Regions from separate parts of the Neogale vison genome. Here region 1 is linked to region 2. A link is a contact called in public Hi-C data. All regions are on one chromosome and are shown on one strand. Each heading gives the region's core, a stretch centred on a gene start, on an enhancer-like site or on the middle of the called end of the contact. The rest is flanking DNA. Distances are from core to core; before and after follow the strand shown. Region 1 holds the start of EFNB1 (ephrin-B1). Region 2 has its middle 97 kb from the start of PJA1.

What was found. A called contact is a pair of places that touch in the nucleus more often than the background predicts.
Region 1: a contact with region 2 is called in a Hi-C map of fibroblasts, with 8 times the contacts expected there. The contact joins the promoter of EFNB1 here to the enhancer-like site in region 2. A contact is called at or near these places in 2 of 3 Hi-C or Micro-C datasets (fibroblasts and muscle).

The regions. Positions count from the first base shown.
Region 1 is chrX:73,129,022-73,131,721 of ASM_NN_V1, forward strand. EFNB1 (ephrin-B1) reads right to left here and starts at 1,313. Exons shown (of 5, transcript XM_044234990.1): 1 at 412-1,313. The coding sequence starts at 539.
Region 2 is chrX:72,711,241-72,713,940 of ASM_NN_V1, forward strand. No RefSeq gene overlaps it. Among named protein-coding and RNA genes, the nearest start is that of PJA1, 97 kb to the right of the region's middle. Within about 2 kb of position 1,386, the one cell type or tissue checked has open chromatin away from gene starts, as enhancers often do. A contact at or near this core is called in fibroblasts, where this site is marked.

The DNA of each region.
Region 1 (2,700 bases), core at 63-2,562, 420 kb after region 2:
GCCTCGTCCCCCACCCAGGTCAAGCTTGCCCCTAAAGCGGCTCTCGGAGAAAACCGCCACGTTCCCAGGAGCCCCACAGGGGAATGCGTTCTCTCCCCCACCCAGCTCTCGGGTGCGCCCTCGAGCGCCCAGACTCCCAGCTCCGCCAGGCGCGGCAATCCCGACTTGATCCAGGACGTGCGAAGGAGAGAGCGCGGAAGCCAAAGGGTCACAACCCAGCCGAGTGCCCCCCACCCCACCCCGCCGCACCCTGCCCCACCCGCCCGCAGGAAAACACACTCGAAAACGCCAGAGACAAAATGGGGCGCCGCTCCTCCTCAAAACACCTCCCCACACGCACTCGGGGGCGCATGGCCTCACCCTGCAGGAGTGCCTCCCACCCCCAGGGATCTGAGCCAATAAGTTACTCACTTGGGGTTGAGGGAGCTCCAGGACACGGGCTCCAGGTTCTTGGCCAGCGGCGTGGCGAGCCGGCACAGTGCCAACACGACCATCGCCACAAGCCACTTGCCGAGCCAACGCTGCCCAGGCCGGGCCATCTTCCCAGGAGCAGGCTGCACTTGGGATCCCCTGGCGCCTCCTCAGCAAACTGGCCTCGCCTTCCCGTGCTGCGCTGCGCTCTGAACCGCTCAGGCGCCCATCCTCCGCAGTCACCGGCCTTGAAGAGCTCCCCTCCCGCCGGCTTCGGCGTCGCTCTTCTCCGCCCGGCGGGCCAGGAGGACTCACTGGGCAGCCGTCCCCAGCCCGGGCATGGGCCGCGGCCTCCGAGGTCTTGCTCCTCTGGTCTCTCTGCCGCACGAGGCGCGACGGGGGCTCTGCGCCCCCGGTGATCCGGCCCGATTCCGCTGGGCTCCCCGAGACTGTTCGGGTCTGCGCGCCCTTTTCCTGACTGGGTCTCCCCACTGAGGACTCGGTGGCCGCACCGACGCCTCGACTGTCCCGGGATCGACGGCCCTTGGAAGAAGTGGGAGTCTCCCCACAATGCAAGCTCAGTCCGGGGGCTCCCGGCTGGGTCGCCCTGGCACGGTCTCCGTTCCTCCAGGCCACACTGGGACTCTGGGCTGCGCGCCCCACCGACAGCTTCTACTTCAGCGGGGGCCCCGTTCAGTGTACTCAGAAGAGCGGGAAGACGCAGCGGAGCGAGATAGTCCCATCGATTTGAGCTTCTGAAGCCTCGGCCGGGTCACTCCGCAGCCCCGTCGCCGAGTGCTAGCTCCCCGGCGATTGCACCCGAAGGTCTTCGGCCAGTGCAATTCTCACACGCCTCCCACTGCTGTCCAGCGCGCATAGACTCCCCCGGCTGCCGCGGAGCTGTCTACTCCCCTGCTCAGGCGAACGCAAGGCCGACCCTACTCCTCTTAGCCAATAGGAAGCTCCGTCTCGGGGTCCTTGTCTCCTGTCACGCCCCTAGAACAGGAAGGGGGCGGGGCTCCTGGGAGCTCTTAAGGACGCCGTGCTCACGATGGCACCAATCTGAGAGTGCGGGTCTTGTGGCTAGGGCTTGGTCCGGTTTAGTCCCGTTCCCAGAGCGCTCGGCGGGTGGAAGTTGGCGTTCCTCTAGGGCTGTCGGCCTGCTCTCCTCTCCCGCGCCTAGTCGACACTCCGGCCCACTGAACCAGATAGGCCCTGTCGCAAGTATCCCGGGAACGTACTTCCATTCTCTTTATACAGGAACCCTGAAGTCCTGCTCTGCGCCCACCTCTGTGGCAAAAGTAGCCTGGTTGCTCCCCGTCCCATGTCCCATCTCACGTAGGGCTCTGGTGGGCCTTCCTCCTTGTTAACTCACAATGAAGTGTCTGCTTGCACTTGGACCTGGAGTCCTAAACACACAGATCCGATAGGTGATGGAGACTCAAAAGAGATCAAGTACCAGATGGAGGTGGGTGGGAGGTGCGATCTTTGCCCCTGGGGACCAGGTCTTTGGAATCTCAGCCTCAGGGGAGAGCTTTGTGGGACCTGGGAGCCCAAACTTAGAGTCTTGTCCTGTCTGAAGGGGCAGGCAAGACCCCGGAACAGGCCAGCGGGGATAAAGACTTTTATCTTTCTTCGATAAAGAAAGACACCTCCTGGGCAAAGAGGAAAGGGTGCAGGCAGACGCCTTTTGAAAAAGCAAAAGCGAGCGTCCTGGCCCCAAGACGCCAGACTCTAGGCCCTCCCGGCCTCACCATCTGGGTCTTTGTCTCCCAGCCCTGGCCCATTCTCCCCGCCCCTCCTCGCTTCCTTGCCTATAACTTTGGCTCCATCCCACAGCTCAGACCCTCCCGGTCCGGCCCGCTCTCCTGGTCCGACCCCAACAGGCATACCCACGTGCTAATGTCTCCCCCTACTGGTCTTCCATAGCACTGCGGGAGCCCGGGAGAAATGGGAAGCTCTCATCCAGGAGCTTGACACACAGAAACCTAGCGCTTGACTTGGACTTGAGACTTAGGACGGGCGTGGTAGCCTTGGCAAGAACCGCGGTCCAGTATGGGGTGGAAGGGAAAGCACTAGGAGGAAGATCTGGGTTTGGGGTCGGCTTTGGGGTATAGTCTCCTTGGGGCTACTTGATGGAGACAGGTGAGCAACATTCCCAAAGGGTTCTACCGTTTACTAAACAGGTTCATGTCCTTATCGCATTCAAGTAGGTGTTTCTCACTGGATCCTATGATGATTTCTTTGGCTTTAGAGTGGACCTGGATTTGGAGGGGATGGAATAAGAAG
Region 2 (2,700 bases), core at 136-2,635:
GGTGTTAATCCCTGTGAAGCATTTGCTGCTTGGCATACACTGGGGGCTCATCGAGGGTCAGGACACCATTCTAAATTCTGGGGTGCAGGAGCCATAACACGGACAAGGTTCCCGCGGGAATGGAATAGTCAGAAAATGTTGCTTTCCTTCTCTCTTCCTATTGTTCTCCCCTGTGAGGGGAGTAAAGAAAAGTCTTGGGCAGTGCAAGCTAAAAAACCATCCTTTGCTTCTTCTCCTCCAGCCCCACAAATATTACACAAATATTCACACATGCAGTGAAAATCCATTGAGAACTTTGTGTAGCTCTCTGCTAGATTCGGAGGCTGTAGAGACGAATATGACTCAGCAGCCTTCATCGACTGCAAGTGCTTAGTCTATGAGTGGGGGTGGAGAGGGAGGGATAGCGTGTGGTGGTGGTTTTTGCGAGGGCCATGAGGGAAAACTGCTTCAAGCAGGTAGCCGTGTGCTCTGAGTTATGCTGAGGACATTCCAGACGGAAGGAAGAGACTGAGCCAGGGTGTGGAGGTGCCAAGAGAATGACTGCTGGTCATTCTCAGTGAGGCCGGGACGTCAGCGGGTATGGGGGTAACCTTGGCATCTTCTCCCTAAAGAACCATTTACAGGACCCCTCCCCTTAGCCAGGGGTTGTGCTCAGCACTCTCCACGAGTCCTCTTACCAAGGGGGATGGGGTGGGGCGGTAAGGTACTTACCTGCATTTCACGCAGAAGGAGACTGACTCGGAGTGCTGAAGGGACATGCTCAAGGCCACCCACCTAGCAAATGGCAGGAGTGAGGTAGGCCCCCAAGTCTGTCCATGTCTCTCAACACTTCTCTGCTGGCTGTATACAGCAAATCAGCCTGATACCGATTTGCCCCAGATTGTTCTATGTGTGTTGGGTCGGGGGTGGCGGGACGGGACAGGTGCTGAGGAGGGGGATGCTTGAGGGTCGGGGCACAGTGCAGTAAGCCCATGCCTCCCCGACCCATTGCGGGGGCATCTGAGTAGAAGGAAGTAGCAAGACCTACTTTGTCCTGTCTCCCCTCACCGGGGAACTCACCATAAGGAAGGCTGAGCCTCTCTCACCAGCCACTACCCCTCACACGCACACCCAGCAGGCGTGCTTGCAGCGTGTACACACACACACTCACACACGCACACACGCACACACGCACACACGCACACACGCACACACACACACCGCTATCCTCCCCTGCTCCTAAAAATATCAAACCAGTGGAGCTGCAAGGGAAATGAATGTTTGGCAGCAGAGCGAGTGGCCTAGGAGTGGTGTCAGGCTCCGTAAATATTTACCCGCTGGATTAGAGCAGAAGTTGGAAACATTAGGCAGCTGAAAATGACTGTTTTAATAGCATGGCTGAAAAATCCAAACTTGGGGGGTTTGTTTGGAAGTCTCAGCTTCTGGGAATTTCAGCACGTAAACTGTGGGCCTGGGGTGGCCGGGACCAGAACAGAGGGGTGTCGGGGAGGGTGGTTACTGGTGGGCAGGTCTGCCTGGAGGAGAGGGCAGCCAGGCCAAGGAAGGCCCCACACCTTAGACTAAAGCCATCTGGAAGGTGCAGCATTGATTCATCTCCTCGTTCATTCATCCATTCATTAGATTCAGTCCAAGGGAGGAATGACAAGCAAACATTTATTGGATACCAACCAGGTGCCAAGAGGGAGGGGAGGCTCGGCCTTTTAGTCCCACATTTAATATTTACTATAAACCTGAGTGGTAGTGAGTACAGTTTTCATCCTATCAAAGCTGAGAAAAAGCAGGTCTCAGATTGGGAGGGTACCTGGCCCAAGGGCCCCAGCTGTGAAGAACCAGAATGGGGCTTAAGGCCCGGGAGTCTCTTAACTCCAAAGCCGTGCTCTTCTTACCACGTAGGATGTGAAGGAGACGCTCAACACATTCCTAAGAAACTGAGGGCCTGGGAAATACAAAAATGAATCTGATGTAGCTTCTCCCTCAGAGGGTTCCCAGTCTAGAGGGGATCAAAGGAGTAGATCCAGATGATTACACTTCCACGGAGAAAGTAGCGATATTGCCTTAAGAGAGGGTCAGATGAAGTGCCGTTGAGGTTCTGAGGAGGGACGTTTCTTTCAGCTCAGGGGGCAGAGAAGAGGGACTGTCATGGAGAGGAGGACAAGGACAGCTCCCTGTAGGAAGTAATGGGAAGTACGGTTAAGCTGGGCCCTACTTGGTGGGTAGGATTTGCATAGCTGAAAGTAGGGAGAGTGGGTGTTTCAGGCAGTGGGAGCGGTACAAGTGAAGGCAGGCAAGGAGGAGGAGTATTGAGTTTGGTTGAACCATGCAGTCTCTAAAGACAAGGAGTGGGAGGGGCGCCTGGGTGGCTCAGTGGGTTAAGCCACTGCCTTCGGCTCAGGTCATGATCTCAGGGTCCTGGGATCGAGGCCCGCATCGGGCTCTCTGCTCAGCAGGGAGCCTGCTTCCTCCTCTCTCTCTCTGCCTGCCTCTCTGCCTGCTTGTGATCTCTCTCTGTCAAATAAATAAATAAAATCTTAAAAAAAAAAAAAAAAAAGACAAGGAGTGGGAAATAAGTCCCAGAAGGTAGATGGGAGCCAGAGCGTGAGGACTTTGTGTCACCAAACTGTAACACTTTCAGAGCTGAGGGGAGCAACGGTCAGACCACAGCGGGACTCTCCACTATTCACTGTGCCTTTAGGAAAAATC